5 separate regions of the Mus musculus genome follow, and regions 1, 2, 3 and 5 are each linked to region 4. Evidence: chromatin contacts called from public Hi-C and promoter capture Hi-C data. All regions are on one chromosome and are shown on one strand. The core of a region is the stretch at or near the end of the contact, and the rest is flanking DNA. Distances in the headings are between cores, read along the strand shown. Region 1 holds the start of Strada (STE20-related kinase adaptor alpha). Region 2 holds the start of Ftsj3 (FtsJ RNA methyltransferase homolog 3 (E. coli)). Region 3 holds the start of Nsf (N-ethylmaleimide sensitive fusion protein). Region 4 holds the start of 1700052K11Rik (RIKEN cDNA 1700052K11 gene). Region 5 holds the start of Ern1 (endoplasmic reticulum (ER) to nucleus signalling 1).

Evidence for each region. Promoter capture Hi-C pulls out the DNA fragments that hold promoters and counts their contacts. A called contact is a pair of places that touch in the nucleus more often than the background predicts.
Region 1: a contact with region 4 is called in a Hi-C map of muscle stem cells, with 3 times the contacts expected there. The contact joins the promoter of Strada here to the promoter of 1700052K11Rik in region 4. A contact is called at or near these places in 1 of 39 promoter capture datasets (erythroid cells), 1 of 484 Hi-C or Micro-C datasets (muscle stem cells) and 1 of 115 datasets of contacts at active chromatin or transcription factors (embryonic stem cells).
Region 2: a promoter capture Hi-C map of liver shows a contact between it and region 4, with 4 times the contacts expected there. The contact joins the promoter of Ftsj3 here to the promoter of 1700052K11Rik in region 4. A contact is called at or near these places in 3 of 39 promoter capture datasets (liver and pre-B cells) and 3 of 115 datasets of contacts at active chromatin or transcription factors (embryonic stem cells and fetal liver).
Region 3: a contact with region 4 is called in a promoter capture Hi-C map of neutrophils, with 2.7 times the contacts expected there. The contact joins the promoter of Nsf here to the promoter of 1700052K11Rik in region 4. A contact is called at or near these places in 5 of 39 promoter capture datasets (embryonic stem cells, liver, neutrophils and 1 more), 1 of 484 Hi-C or Micro-C datasets (B cells), 1 of 115 datasets of contacts at active chromatin or transcription factors (extraembryonic endoderm stem cells) and 1 of 9 other capture datasets (adipose tissue).
Region 5: a Hi-C map of B cells shows a contact between it and region 4, with 5 read pairs. The contact joins the promoter of Ern1 here to the promoter of 1700052K11Rik in region 4.

What each region holds. Positions count from the first base shown.
Region 1 is chr11:106,191,980-106,194,964 of GRCm38.p6, reverse strand. It overlaps Strada (STE20-related kinase adaptor alpha), which reads left to right and starts at 1,362. Exons shown (of 13, transcript NM_001252448.1): 1 at 1,362-1,499.
Region 2 is chr11:106,254,354-106,257,445 of GRCm38.p6, reverse strand. It overlaps Ftsj3 (FtsJ RNA methyltransferase homolog 3 (E. coli)), which reads left to right and starts at 1,362. Exons shown (of 21, transcript NM_025310.3): 1 at 1,362-1,685; 2 at 1,769-1,861; 3 at 2,021-2,126; 4 at 2,614-2,660; 5 at 2,760-2,839. The coding sequence starts at 1,795. It overlaps Psmc5 (protease (prosome, macropain) 26S subunit, ATPase 5), which reads right to left and starts at 1,261. Exons shown (of 11, transcript NM_008950.1): 1 at 1,232-1,261; 2 at 527-598. The coding sequence starts at 1,255.
Region 3 is chr11:103,952,405-103,955,457 of GRCm38.p6, reverse strand. It overlaps Nsf (N-ethylmaleimide sensitive fusion protein), which reads left to right and starts at 1,402. Exons shown (of 21, transcript NM_008740.4): 1 at 1,402-1,488. The coding sequence starts at 1,477.
Region 4 is chr11:105,179,748-105,182,722 of GRCm38.p6, reverse strand. It overlaps 1700052K11Rik (RIKEN cDNA 1700052K11 gene), which reads left to right and starts at 1,290. Exons shown (of 1, transcript NR_027956.1): 1 at 1,290-2,975. It overlaps Tlk2 (tousled-like kinase 2 (Arabidopsis)), which reads right to left and starts at 1,196. Exons shown (of 22, transcript NM_001112705.2): 1 at 672-1,196.
Region 5 is chr11:106,486,104-106,489,066 of GRCm38.p6, reverse strand. It overlaps Ern1 (endoplasmic reticulum (ER) to nucleus signalling 1), which reads left to right and starts at 1,271. Exons shown (of 22, transcript NM_023913.2): 1 at 1,271-1,450. The coding sequence starts at 1,391.

The sequences.
Region 1 (2,985 bases), core at 113-2,612, 1.0 Mb before region 4:
AGACCATGTGAACTGGCAGAAACTGCATTTTCCTCCAGTCCCCTTGCTTTTTGTGAGTTCGTGATGTTTGTTTGATGATGAAATGTGGTGAGACTGAGAACAAATTTGGCATGTTAAACGCACTAGGCAAGGTTACAGCTGTGTGTAAAACATTGAGATCTTCAGGTGAGGGTAGTGTGCGTTTCCAAGTTCCTGTATGATGTGGCCAAACTTAAAATTCTTGGAAGTTAGTCGACTGGTATAAATCTGAGACAGGAAAAAAAACAAGTATTCATTACTTGACAGTATGTACACAGATGTATTGGGCCCTCACTCCACAGTAACTGAAGTGACTAAAAATCACTTCATGATAAAACGGAGTCCTCATTTTATTAGTCCTATATGGTTTGGCCCCTGCTGTCTTTTTTCATAAAGGCAAACTCATCACAGGTTTCTGCTAATAGAGGACATACCACCAAGTCTTTAATCCCATCCCAGCAGAGGCAGAGGGAAGCTGATCTGAAGGCCAGTCCAGACTACATGCGACACTATCTCAAAAATACCTCACTACCAAAAAATAGTTATGAAGCACTTAGGGACAAAAAAAAAAAAAAAAAAAACCCCAACAAAAAACAAACCATAGCTCTCGTTTAGTTGAGCTATTTTCTGTGCTTTAAGGAGAAGGAACTTTGGGCACAAAGGGTAAGTTTCCTCTTTGTTGTTCTATTGCCTGAGACTGACCCAAGAAAGACTTGTTTTTCAATTGGAGTCCTACCAGGTGAAATGGCACCTGGGATTTGGGAACCGCAGAGTGTGGGATGAGGGGTGGGAATACCCCTGGTAGCCAAGTCAATAGCTATAGTTAGCCCTTGCCCCTTTTCTTGCTGCTGGGTTAGGAGGGGTACAGAGACTCGAGGGAGACTCTAGGGTCCTTTGGAACTGCAACAATGACAAGGTCTTTCGCTTCCACATACGTGGGGAAACCTGCCTTCGTCCTAGATAAGGAACGACCTCAGCAAAGGGGAAAAAAGACTAGTTAATAACTCTCTCCCTGACGAAGCGACTGCGGGTCTAGCATGTCCGGTAACGGTAACGTGGGATGGAAGCAGAAGCTCTCTCTGGGGAAAAGCGGAGCTTCCTCCACTGGGATGGGTGGGGTGAAGCGAGGCGAGACGAAGCAGAGTCCTTAGTGGGCAGGGGGTAAGGCGGAGCATCTTCTGAGAACCGGGCAAGGCAGGACTTCCTCTGCTGGAGGCAAGAGGCGGAGCTCCCTTCTTGGGTGGGGCAAAGCAGGGCTTCTCCGTAGGGGAGGGGCGGGACTTCCTCCGTGGGGCGGGAGTAGGAGGGGCTTGTTCCGTGAAGGGGAGGGGCGAGGCTCGGCCAGTCTCCCTGGGTCCCTCCACTGCGCATGTCACGTTGCGTACCTCCCTCCCAGCAACCGGCCTGGCGGCAGCGCGGCTACAAAACTGAGGAGGCGGAGCCGAGACGGAGTCGGTACTGCGCTCTGACTCCTAGACCAGGTACCCGGTGGCGGAGCCGCCTGGTGCGCTCCCAGGGATAATCCCTCTTGCCAGACTCCGAGTCCGTGTCCTCGGGGGTGAGCCTCAAGTGGCCATCCCGGCTCACCCTCGCCCTCCTCTGGCCCTCATTTAACCTGGGTTCTGGGTTCCCGCATTGAGGTTACAGCCTGAGAGCAAAATTAGGCTTGGGCCTGGCTGGGGAGATGCTGAGCAGAGTTGCCGGACCGGAGAGGCTAGCTACCGCATGGCCTCCCCACCTTTTCCGGGGCTTCCAAATGGGGTTGAGTTCTCATACGGAAGCAAGATCAGAGCTATTCTCTGCTTTGGTCAAAACGAAGAGTTTCTAAATGTGTTGTCTTAAGTGTCCCAGCAGTTTTGGGGACCGAGTATGGTGGCGGAGAGTGAGCATGACAGAAGGGGAGTGGCTAAATAAAATTGTTCATAATTTTAGGAAATAGATAACTTCTCAACTCAGTCTTCTGCTAAGACCCTAAGGTACTTCAATTTGACCCCTTTCTCCCAGACGGTTGGACTCGGTCTTACTGAAATACCCGTTGAAGTAGAACTATGTTCCAGTGTTTGGATGGGTCTTCATGATAGTTGATAACCTTATCCGGAGGTACCCAACACCTGAGACTGACTCAGATCCTTGAGGGTTGATTAACCAAATTTGAGACTGTGGGCGTGGCTCAGCGCCTGAGTTCTTGATTAACATCAGTGCGGACTTGCTTTCCATTCTCCACACTACCAAAAAGAAAATTGCTAACTTGCTTCTGCCGTAGTGCAGGAACTTAATAGTTTAACCATTAGTTATAGTACGGAAACTGGTCAACTCTCTTCACCCTTTAATTAGGTTTCTTAGAAGATTTTTTGGCTGGGTTTATAGTTGTGACCTCCGACATAAAGTTTGGAGGACCAGCGGTAAAAATAGAAGAAAAAAAAGTCTGTCAGAACAAGTGAATTCTCCTATCGGTACCTGTTGTAGTGGGAGAGATAATGAGGCGATAGTATGGTTGGGTGGTTGGAGAGGTGTCTCTGTAGATAGGAAGATATGCTGCCGTCTCCAGAACTCATGTAGAGAGCCATGTGTGGCCATGAGCCTGTGACAAGAGAAACACCAGAGCTTGCTGGCTGTCAGCCTGTGTCCAGAGTGATAGAGTAGAATACACAATGTCCTTTAGCTTCACCAAGCATAGAAACAGGTACACACATAAATATATACATACATACACACACAAGCACATACATATATATACACATATATACATACATATACACACATTGGTAAGTGTAATAGTTAATGTGAGAGCCAGGCATGATGGTATATGCCTTTAATCCCAGCACTCGGGAGGCAGAGGCAGGCGGATCTCTGTGAGTTCGAGGCCAGCCTCATCTACAGAGTGAGTTCCTGGACAGCCAAGGCTACACAGAGAAACCTTGCCTTGAGGGGAAAAAGCTAAGGTGAGGAATGTAGGTGGTTAGTGGG
Region 2 (3,092 bases), core at 113-2,612, 1.1 Mb before region 4:
TCACAGGCAAATGTAGGGCACAGACATTGGATGCAAGCAAAACACCCAAACACATAAAACGAAAAACCTGGAAAAGCAAGCAAGCAAGCACACAAACAAAAAATCCTAACTAAACACTATTCCCATCAAAGAGATTATCAATCTACCTTACACAGCTTGGTACCTCCTGACTACAAAGGAGCTGGAGAGATGGCTCAGCAGTCAAGAGGGTTTCTTACTGCTTTTGCAGAGGGCCTGGGTTTAGTTCTCAGCACCTGTAGTAGCTCATAACTATTTGTACGTAACTCAAGTTTCAGGGGATCCACTGCCCTCTTCTGACTTGCACAGACATCTGTATATATGTGATACACATAAGCTTACGCAGGCATATATACATATACACATAAGAAACAGACAAGCAAAGAGCTGCAAACGAACAACATTGGAAAAGAACTCTTTGCTGCACTCCCAGTGGAAAAAGGACACAGAGAAATCTGCACCTACCAGCTCCCGTCCTCCACTAGCTCCCTTTGCTGTCTGTACTCACCTGGAGTTCTTCAATCTTGGACAGATAATATTGACGGAGTCCACTGCCTGCCTTCCCCTCTTCCAGTTCCATCTGAAGACAAGTGTAAGTGTTAAAAAAAAAAAAGAAGAAAAGAAAAGAAAAGAAAAAGAAAAGGCATAAAGTACTAAAGGGTAAAGCCAAAGTATTTTCGAGGCACTCTACCATATAGCTTAAGAAACAAGGTCAGGAAAATACCATTCCCTTTTCCTCAGAAACTGGTATCTCGATGGGCGAGGTCTGTGTGTTTGAACTTCGGAGGCTTAGTTCTTGGTTCTAAGCCTTCATTTCTGAATCCACTACAAGGATGCAATTACCGCCTACCTTCGAGGACTTTTAGGAGTCTCAAGGGGCCATATACCCACCGAGCGCACTGCCCTGTGGCTAGAGCTACACATCCCCAGGGTTTAACTACTACAGACAAAGGCAGAACAGAGGGACCAAGTCCAGGTCGAAGCCCAGGCCATTCCGGCTTGCCAGCTTCATTCAGTTTCCACCCACCCCTGTCCTGCTTTCCTCAGGGCGGCGCTGACACAGCAGATCCAGTCCCAGGCAGAGTCCGGTCTGACGTGATCCACCCACCCCTGATCCACTGGACCCTCTCGCTCGTGGCCACCCCTCACTTCAGATTTTGTGCACTCCACACTCAGCTTGGATGCCGCCCAGCCGCCGCGGCAGAATCCTTACCTGCTCTGGCCCATCAAGCGCCATCTTCCCTCTCTCGGCAGGGATCGCCGGCATCCAAGTCACTCTATCGCGCAGGCGCGGAGGCGAAAGCATGCGCCCTGGGTCACCACCGAGAACAGTTCCGGGTCAATGGGCGGGGTGTGTGGCGATACAAACACAGTGGCTGTATTAGTAGAGGCTCTACTGGAGGTCACTAGTTTTGTGAAGAGATATAGAACTTCTGGTTGATGCTTCCTAGCGTTTAGGATACGAGTTATTGCACTCTACTTCCTAGCCTCTACTTTTAACTTGTAAGGCCTGCTGACAAAAAAATTTTGGCCACACTCAAAATGGCGGAAATCATGACGCCAGGAATGTAGGAAACGCGCGCAGAAGCGGAAGTACGATTACTGCCTACATGTGCTGCTTCCTAAGAGTTGAAAACCTGCGGAGTTAAGGGCTATCTAACGTCTGGGTAAGTGATTGCTCCACCGCCTGAGGAACCGAAGCGAGATCCAGTGCTCGGAAAGACGATCTCACCTTTTTCTTTCTCCCCAGAGTGAGTGATACTCCCCCATCCCGCCATGGGCAAGAAAGGCAAAGTAGGCAAGAGCCGGCGGGACAAGTTCTATCACTTGGCCAAGGAGACTGGTGAGTGGGTTCGCGCTGAGGAACAACATCCCCGTCTTTTCGCTTCTTCTAGTCCCGAGTTCCTTTTCCTTCGAGGGGGTTATGGGATTGTGAGGCTTTCCTCCTGGGAAAGGCCTCCGTAGACGGTATTGCCTTATACACCCACTCTCCACGATCCAGGTTATCGTTCGCGCTCTGCCTTCAAACTGATCCAGCTCAATCGCCGCTTTCAGTTCCTGCAGAAAGCCCGGGCCTTGTTGGACCTGTGTGCTGCGCCTGGCGGATGGTAACGTTTGGCAGGGGCTGCTATGATGACACGTTCCTGGCACTGGTTGGCTTTGAGTTGCTTTTCGGGGAGGATGGGAATCCGATTACACAATTCAGATTAAATATTCCATAGTATGTGTCTCTCTCAAATTTTGGAAGGGAGCGTCATTTTCCCCCTCTTGTGGTACTGAACCTAAGGACTTAACTCATGCTAAGGACTTAACTCATGCTAGGCAGCCCCTCCACCACCGAGTTATATCTCCAATTGCTTTATTTTGAGACAGGGACGCTGAAAAATTGCCAAGGATGGCCTTGAACTTTTGGTCTTAATCTCTTGCCCTCCTTAGTGGCTGGTAATGCAGCCCTGTGTTGCCATGCCCAGCAGGTTGCTTCTTGAATGTATGCATAGACATTTGGCCACTACACTTAACAGGTGCCTCTTAAGGGGATGAGAAGTCACCTTGCCAAGGGAGGATGAAAGGTATTTAAATCTGTCTCTTTCACAGGCTGCAGGTGGCTGCCAAGTTTATGCCTGTATCCAGTCTTATTGTAGGTGGGTGACTCTTGGGTATTTGAGGGGGAGGGGTGGGTTAGGTACTAATTTTGTCCTACATCTTCCTCCACCCTGTAATACTGAGTTAACATCTTTTAGGAGTGGACCTCGTTCCAATCAAGCCTCTCCCCAATGTGGTGACTCTCCAGGAGGATATCACAACAGAACGCTGTAGGCAGGTAATAAGACCTCTCCTTCTTTTCTTTCCTCTTTATGTGCTGGTGTCATTGCCTACTTATTTATTTATTTAGTGTGTGTGGTCTTTCGAGACAGGGTTTCTCTGTGTAGCCCTGGCTGTCCTGGAACTCACTCTGTAGACCAGGCTGGCCTTGAACTCAGAAATCTGCCTGCCTCTGCCTCCCAAGTGCTGGGATTAAAGGGGTGTGCCACTAGTGCCTGGCTGTCATTGCCTCTGAAGAGTGAATGAAACAC
Region 3 (3,053 bases), core at 153-2,652, 1.2 Mb after region 4:
GGTCTTACTGGTTTCACTGTTAGGTATGTTATATCAATGAATTTAATAATCTTTCAGATGCAAAACTTGAGTAGAATTTCAATGCTAAGATGATATAAGAACGTAGATCCTGTACAGAATTCTTGGAAAGAGAGGTAACTCTTGAGCAAATATAATTTTTGCTTAGTTCTGAGTCCTTTCTTAGAGACACTCATTACAGTGAAGATATTGATAGTGTGAATGGTTCTGACTTACTGACTTACCAGTTACTAAAAACTGGTCCCTATCTTGACCACCCTAGCATAGGAAATACCCCTGTAGCTCCCTTTTATCCCTGTCGGTGTGTACACCCTTTTGTTTGCTGTTCCCTGGGCCTGCTGAGTGCTTCTCAGGACTGATTAGGCTGCACCCCCTACCCCTAGTATCTCCCTTTTAGAGTATTTCAAGGTCTTCAGGTTTGCTCCCAGGAAGAGGTACCCATTCCATCCCAGAGACTTTCCTCTAAGAGGGTTCCTCCAACTTTACTTTTCCTTTTAGGGAGTAATCTTATTGAATATCTCATGTATTCTCATAGATATCATGTCTTATTTTTACATGTTGCATACATTTTAAATGACATTATATATTTGTAAGGGGACCCAAGAGTACTTTAGAGAAAAGTGCTGAAGAGGACATAAGGGAACGGATATGAGGAGGCTATGTCAAACATTCCTCCTTAACCCTGAAGTCCTGCTACATGCTAAAAGTCTCACTTTCAGCCTTGGCAGGACAGGGTACACCTGTCTTGTTTCCTGTGTGAGACTTTTACTGCTGTGCTGCTTATAGAACTATCTTCTGGTATTTTGTCTTATCCAAATCATTTTAGTTTTTCTGTGGCATTGTTTTTTTTTTTTTCCTGAGGACTCAAAATAGAGTTTTGAACATGCAGAGGTGGATGGCGGAATACCAATGCACGTTAAAACAAACGAACAAACAAACACCTTAAAAAAGATAGAAGTTGTGCTTATAAATGAAAATATCGAACTATAAAGCTAGCGCATATATAATTATGATTCACTCTCAAAACAAGTGTGCCTGCAAAGAAAAGCTCGGATTCGAATAGAATCCGAATTCAGAACCAGCTTTTAGCTATTGCGCGCCCCCTCCACAGTCCCCTTTGGGGGAAAGGCCAGCAACCACGCGGGGTTTTCTCGGCGCATTCTGTTTTAAGAGGTCTGGAAGCAGAAAGCTAAAAGTCCATTAAAAGGCCACGTGGCCAGCTTTGTGAAAACCGGGTAGCAGTGAGGCGGCCAGCTTGTCTTCAGCCAAAATGGCGGTGCTCGGACTGCGCGCTCGCACGGGATGGGGAAGGGCGTCGGGGACGCGGCCGGGCGCGGGCGCGGCCTCCCGGCGGCTGCGCGCCTGCGCGAGGGCCGGCTGCCGGCGAGCACGCGCGCGGCGGAGGCGGGCTCAGCAGAGTGCGGAGCTGCAACCTGGGAGCCGGACGTGTCCGCGAAGATGGCGGGCCGGGTGAGTGGCGGCCGGGCAGCCCGGGCTCGCAGCGGATCGCCCGAGGTCGCGACTGCTGCGAGGTCCACGAGGGCTCCGGGGAAGGGGCGCGAGGCTGAGCACCCAGGAACGCTGAAGGAAGGGAGGTCAGAGCAACGCTGGAGGCGAGACAGTGTAGCTGCGGCAGGGGATTAGCTCTGCTCAGAAACTCTGTCCTCCCCGAGGGTTGTCTCTTCGTCCCCCGGGTCTCCAGTGCTTCCCTTGTCATCCCCTGGGGCTCGTTTCTCTCGTCCTTCAAGCATCTTGAGGGTAGTGGCCACTGGAGCCCCCCTCTGACGAGCGCTGTGTGCCCTCCACACTCCTCCGAGGGTTTCTGAGGTGGCACTGCCGGATAACCGCGGGGTGTAGTCTGCTGCAGTCAGGGCGAGGGTGTGGGAACCCATTTCTAGTTCTTCCTAAATGAATGTTATGAAAAGAGGAGGGGAGGTCTGCAAATTACTTTTACGGCTAACCTTAGACCATCTCCTGGGGAGAAACATATCAGCTGTGAAGCAGCAATGTCTTTCGTGCAGATGGACTTGGGGTGTCACGTTTTGTTTTTCTAAATGACAGTCGATTCGAATGCAGCAGGCTGTGTTGTAGTCTCAGGGATTTACATTTTACTTCCCCATTAAGCTCGTAGGACGGCGGGGTAGGATTGGGGTTGGCGAGGAGAGATGGGGCCAGGTCACTGCTGTTATTGCAGTAGGCATCAGAGCTAATATCGCTGATGGATGGATCCTGCCCAGAGATTGCCCTGTTCGAAACCTGGGGACATTAACTGCGTCATTACAGACTAACGTTGTGCTTGACTGATTCACTTACACCTGAATATTTGAATAAGTTTGCATACATGTATGCATATATGTAAATGTCCTGTCTAAAGAGAATTGTAGGTCATGAGATTCTAAAGTCCCAAAGAGACGGTAGAGGTCATCAGACTAGCTCCATCTTTTTCTCTTCCTTTTTTCATAATCCCCCTTTTATCTCAAGCTGACCCTTTTAACTATTTCAGGGTCTGTTTTTGCCTCCTCAGGAGCCCCTCTCCTGAATCATCAGCCCTTCTGGAATGCACTGGTCTCTTAAACCCTCCCTCTGCCCCCACAGACTTTTCCTCTAACCATTTTTTTTCCCCCAGTGGCAAAGTCTGGTGATTTTCTGTGTGTGTTGACTCTCATTTGCCTACCACCTGCTACCTCCTGGGCCCACCACAGTCGGACTGAAATGCATCCCTAAAATTCATGCCCATTTCCCAATCCTTGTTACACGTGATGTCTCAGAGCGTCTGACAGTGTTGCCCGTCTCCTCCTTAATGGAAGACATTCTTCCATGGCTTCAGTAATGCTGGGCTAATGTTTTGACTCATCTCTCTTTCGGAGTCACCTTCCTCCTCCCTGTCATTCAATTCCCACACTCTGTTTTATCTCCTCTCCTCAGCTAATCCCTTCTGAGCCAAAGCTACAACTGTCTGTATGCCTGAGGTGCTCAAGCTTTCATCCATCCTCTACAGAACTGCCCTCTAAATTCCAAATTGATGTGTGGAAGTG
Region 4 (2,975 bases), core at 41-2,540:
AAAAAAAAAAAGACTGAGAAGAAAACCGAGTTTTCCCTAAGTAGGTAGGTGGCCTTGCTCACTACTTGTCCTGCCCTAATAATCGAGGTCGGAAAGGCAGAGGTTACAATGCAGTCTCTCCCCAATCCCAAGGTCTCTGGAAACATTTCCCAACCCTCCATCCCCAGGCCTGGCCCAGAAAATGAGGCCCTAGCAGTTACCCCATTTAATGTCAACTCATGATCAGAAAATACCCACCCCATCTCTTTCCAGAGGGGCTTTGGACCGGGATCCTCCCAATGGCCCCAAGCCGGGAAGCAGGACCGATGGGGCCTGGTCCCGGCGCCCCTCGCCGGCTCCAAACTTTCCCCAACTCCGGGCCCACCTGTCACGGACGGAGCGAGGGACAGCTCTCGGGGGCGCCCCGTAGGCTGCCGAGGCCTCCAGCTCCCCGGAGTCGCCTCTCCCGGCAGGCCGACCGCCACACTCCCAGGCCTGGGCCTGGTCCATCTTCGGCCCGGCCCCTCGGCGACCCCGCAGCCCTCGGGGAGCACCTCCCGCCTCGGCGCCCAGGAGCTGCGGCACGACGCCGGCCCGGGTCGCAGCCTCCTCGGGCCCTGGAGTGGGGCCCCCGGGACGGTTAATACCCCAGGCCCCGGCGCCCTTCCACGTCCAGGGGCTGAGCTTCTCACCTGCCGCCGCTGCCGCTCCACTCTCCTCTCGGGAGGGGCCCCGACCCGACCCGGCTGCTGACCGCTCCGCTCTCCCCCTGGGCAGGCCCGGGGCGGAGCCGGGGCCTCTCCTGAGCGCCGCAACCCCCCGCCCGGGCAGCCGCCGGCGGCGCCGGGCTCCACGACAGGGCGGGCGGGGGAGGGGGGCCACGGAGGCCGCAGATCCCCGAGCTCGCGTACGGAGCCAGGCGGCTGACGCGGGCCCGGGCCCGGGCGGCCGCCGGGGGGCGCGGGGCCGGCCTCCTGGCGCCGGACAAAGGCCAAGGGAGGCGCAGAAGGGTCTGGGTCGGGCCGAGAAGTGGGGGCCCGCTCGGCTGGGGGCCACTCGGGTGCGGCGCGGAGGGCGGGATGGGGGGGGGGTCGGAACCGCTAGTGCCCAGGACCCGCCTCCGGCCCCTTAATCCGGATCGGTTCGGTCCGGATTAGTAGTGATCGGTGTAAACACACTAGTGAAACCGCGTGTTTCCTCGCGAGATTTGCACGGCTGGGAGGCACGGGGGGGGGGTGTTCCTGGGGTGGGGGGGAGGTAGTGCCGGCCGTGGGGGAGGGGACGGGAAAGGTGTTGGGGGGAGGGTCGCTGCTGCCCCCGGAGCTCCGCCTCCTCCAATCAGCGGCCGCGCTGGCGGGCAGGGGTTAACCAGGGGACCCCGCACCGGCGGAACAGGCCGCGCCTGACAGGGCTGCTGAGGGCGGGCGGCTGGCGGCGCTTGCGGCCCCGCCTGCGACGTGAGGGGTGGTTGGTCGGCTCGGGGGCGCCGGGTAAGCGGCCGGGGCCGGAGCCTCGGGAGCCCGCCTTTGTGGAGACAGAGTCGGAGGCCGACGGTTGGGCTGCGCCTCAGGCCGCGGAGCAGCGTCGGAGCGGCGACCCGGCGGGACTGCCGCGCTCGCCCTGCCTCTCATCTACACACATTTTTTGGGGTGAGGAAAGAGGTTGCTCTGCCCAGCGATGGATCCGAGGAGAGAGCCCGGGAGCGGGGCAAGGGGTGTCACTGAGTTCGCGGTGCCCACCCGATGTCCGCCAGCCGGCCATCCCCCGCAGCCATGGTCCACGTCCCCAGACCCCACGCCACGCCACGCCACGCCACAGGCACGGAAAGCCGGCCGGCGGCTCTCGCCTTCCACGTACCTGACTGGCCTGGCGTCTCCAGGGACAAAGGTGTCCTGGGATCACAGCCGAGCCCTCACCAGCATGCCCCCCTCCAGAGCGGAGGTCGCTACCCGCCCCCCGGGGAACTCTCTCAAAGCACCTAGGGGGAGGTTCCATCTTAACCTCCGGTGACAAGATGGCCCTCCTGGGGTGCTGGGGGCCTGCTCTTCAGAGTGTCTGCTGAGAGGGTGAGCGCCTGCGACAGGAGGGCTTTCCTGCATGGGAAAGGGTTCCACCTCTGACCCCAGCGCCAAAGGGGGAAAAAGTCACTTTCTTCACCTAGTTTCACGAGCCAAGACACGGACTTCAAAGTAACGACTCAGCTTTTTGTTTTCTTCTGATGCTTCCTTGACCAGATGTCTGAACGTGTCTGAAGGACTACAAGGGAATCACAAGAGAAACATTCAAGCTTTTACACAGCCGGCTTGAACTTTTCCAGGCGTTGGCAAGTACTCCAAAGTAGAATTCTGTTATTATTAATTTTTCCACATATTGACTGGACAGAGACCTGCCAAATGGGCAAAGGATGATAATTCCTTTTTGTACATTCTCCATCCTTCAGAACTCAAGTAGAAAAACTCAAATTGGGAGTCATCTTCCAGATCCCAGGCTGCTTGGAAAGATGAACGTTTTGAAGGGAAGAGGGGAAGAGCAAGTCAGGAGCAAAGGGTAGGGAAAGGGGGCAAGGAGGAGCCCCCAGAATGCAGTCAGTCTCAAGCATGAAAATGATGAACAAAAGGAGTGCACTGTGGCTCCTCAAGTCTGCACAGTGGGAAAACAAAGACAGTTCTTTGATTATAGTGAGATCAAGAAAATAACACCCACATTCCCATAACTTGGGAGACTGAGATGAAACAAGATTGCCAGCCTGGGTATCTTAAGACCAAAAGAAAGGGGCCTGGAGAGATGACTCCGTGGTTAAGATTGGCACTGTTCTTGGGTTTGCTCCAAAACATCTACACCCGTAAGGCTTCCATGGACAGTGCGTTCATGTGCACACACAGACATAATTAAAAATAAATCTGAAAAGAATATGGCCTGCAACTGACTATGCAGCATGGGCTGGCCTTAGGTGGTGGGTCCTTCGACCTCTTTCAGAGTTCTGGGATTACAGGCAT
Region 5 (2,963 bases), core at 22-2,521, 1.3 Mb before region 4:
CTTTGCGGTTTTTTCCCCCCCTAGGATAACCTTTTCTCTTCAAAAACCTGAAAATTCCAACGGGCTGTCAAAGGAGCAAGCCAGGGGAAACAGAGAATTTGCTCCGGTTCTCCCGTGGCCCCACATAATCTGGGTTGGCTTCAAACTCACTAGGTAGCCAAGGATTACTTAGAACTTCGGATCCTGTCTCCACCCCCAGGGTGCTGGGATTTCAGGTGTGAGGCAACACATCCAATATTGGGAGGGCTGGAGATGTAGCCCAGTACCTCTCTCGCAGACTATGCAAGTGCTGTACCAACAGAACTACACTCCCAGCAACTCCCTTTTTCTACTAGAATAATAAGCTACTTTTTCCTTGAGCACTGAATGTTTTGTCTTTCCTATTATAAACAAGTTCTCCCTCTTCCAACTCAGAGGAGGGCAGCTTGGGACCCAGTGACCAAACAACTTATTGGGCTCATTAGTTCTGATTAATAATCCACACCCTTAAATAGACCTTGGAGTCCTCAGCCCACCTCCAAAGAGTTGTGACACATGTCCTCTCAAGCTTCACCAGGCCACATCTACAAAGGTCACATAAACACATGTGACACGAGAGGCCCGCATGATTTCCTTATAATTTTTGGTGAATGAGTTGGCTGTTGTTCATCCCGAGAGGAACGGATGGCTGCTGGACATGACTTTCGGGGAATTCCTGAGGGGCAAGGCTAGGGAAGAAAGGGGCCTTCGGGCTGGATGAGGCACAGCTGGAGGACCCTCGTCAGTGAACTCTAAGGCTGCGTCTCAGGGTCGAATTTCCGCCAGCTGCTGAAACCCTTGCTCTGCTCTAGAGGTCGCTTAGACAACCCTTGTAAGTGGTGGCCGGCAGCAGGGAGACGGAGGGTTGTGGGCAAGCCTGGCGCCTCGGGTTCTTCATCGGGCGAGTGGGACTTCCTGTGGGGCAACATGTCATTTTCCCTTGGCTTGCGAACAAGCTTCTTCATTCAGAAGCACAGCGTCCACAAATACCCAAAGCCAAGAGTTGGTCTTCGGCTTCTAGCGCCCAGGATAGGAGGCAGCTAGAAGCTAGCACCGCGTTGGCCTCTAACCCCACCCTCCCACTCTTACCACGCCCACAAAACAACATAGGCTCCTCCCCATCCAGGCAGTGACTCCGCCTCTCACAGCCCCCGCCCCCGGGACCGCCCTAAAGCCCGCCCCGACCGGAAGAAGCCGGGACACAAGGCACTTATAGGGCTGGGAATGGGGGTGTCGCCGCCGCCCAGTCAGCTCCGTGTCCACCGATCCTCCGCCGGTGCCGCGCTGTCGTTGCGGCGCCCCCGTCCAGCCCTCTGTTCGCGCGGGCTCCAGAACCGGCCGGCGGGGCCCGGAGTCAGGGCCACGTCCTGCCATGCCGGCCCGGTGGCTGTTGCTCCTGCTGGCGCTGCTGCTACCGCCGCCCGGCCCCGGGGTGAGTAACCAGGGGAGTGCGGTGCGGGGACGGGCCGGCTCGCGGCCAGAGGAGAGTCGCGCGGTGGCGGGGGCTGGCGTCCGAGCCGGGCCGCAGCGGCGGGAGGCCCGGCGCCTGGGCTGAGGCAGCTGCGGGAGGCTTGGCGGTGGGAGCTGCGTCGGCCGGCCACACACTGGCGTCCGCCTCCGGAGGCGCCTCCGGGGCCAGCGCGGCCGAGGCAGACCGCGAGCGGCTCCACGGCCCGGGACGCGCGCGACTCGGAGCTGTCTCCCAAAGGCCGGGCCCTGGGCGCGCTGCCCACCTGCCCCGCGGTCTCCACAGGTGGGCGCCCGCACTGCCGCCGTGGCCGCGGATGGACACCCGAAGCCGGGGGAAGCGGGTGGTGGACTGGAGTTTTGAGTCTTTACTCGAAAGTTTTTTGTTTTGTTTTGTTTTTAAATGAGACTTTGGAAAGCGTTTGAAGCCGGGAATGGGCACGGCGTTTTTAGCCAGCCGCCGCTGGTTTCTGCCTACCTGACCCGAAGGTTTCTTTGTATTCGGAGGCAGGGGGCTTCCTACTAGTAATTTTGCTAGACAGTGAAGGTGTCATTAAACAAGTTAAGCTGTGGGCATTGGATCCTTTTAAAGACCCGGTGTGTGGGCCAGAGTTGTACTGCAAAACTTAAAGCTGTCTCACGTGCGGGGCCGTCAGAAACGTCTTCGCTTTTTTTTTTTTTTTTTTTGAGAAGAATATCGGTTTATATTTATTTAACTCTTTATCCACTCAGGATTTGAACACTTTGGCTAAAGAGGACATTTTGTAGGCGGACATGGCTATTTTCATCTTCTGGTTGGAAGAACTGGGGGCTTTAAAATTTTTTTAAAATGCACTTTTCAGGATGTGGGCATGGTACACTTGTGCTGGTTCTATTTAATGACCTCTTTGAAGGTACCGTGTTCCCTTTAATATGGCATATCATGTACCAGGTGTCCTGGTGGAAGACTGACATGTGTGGAGACCCGCGGGCCAGCCGCGGCCAACTCTTTGAACTCTTATGCCTTGTAGGTAAATAATTGTCTGTGCTCTCAGAATAACAAATTAGAATTTAGAGACTACTGAAGTATTAAAGAAGGTCTACTTTTTCAAATTCAAGTTGGTTTGTTTTTTTCCAAACGGAAATTTATATGCGTTTTCTTCATGGTAGACCCTAGGTGTTTTTTGTTTTTTTGTTTTTGTTTTGTTTTCTTCTTCTTCTCCTAATTAAAAAGAAAAGATGTACTTTTCACAACTAGGACCAGGTTTTGAACTTGGGCGCTTCACCTTGGGTTGATTGATTGCTGCCTGGTATCTGCTCACAGATAACGAGTATAAACAGAATGACTGGATGTTTCCCATGGAGCTCGAACGTTTCATAGTTTCCCAGCCGAGGTGGACCCGGTTTCCTTCTGAACAGCTTTGCATTTCTTCTGCTTTTGCTGGATTCTAGTGTTTTTGTCACTCAGCAGCATAGGAGAAGGAGCCAGCAACGATTTA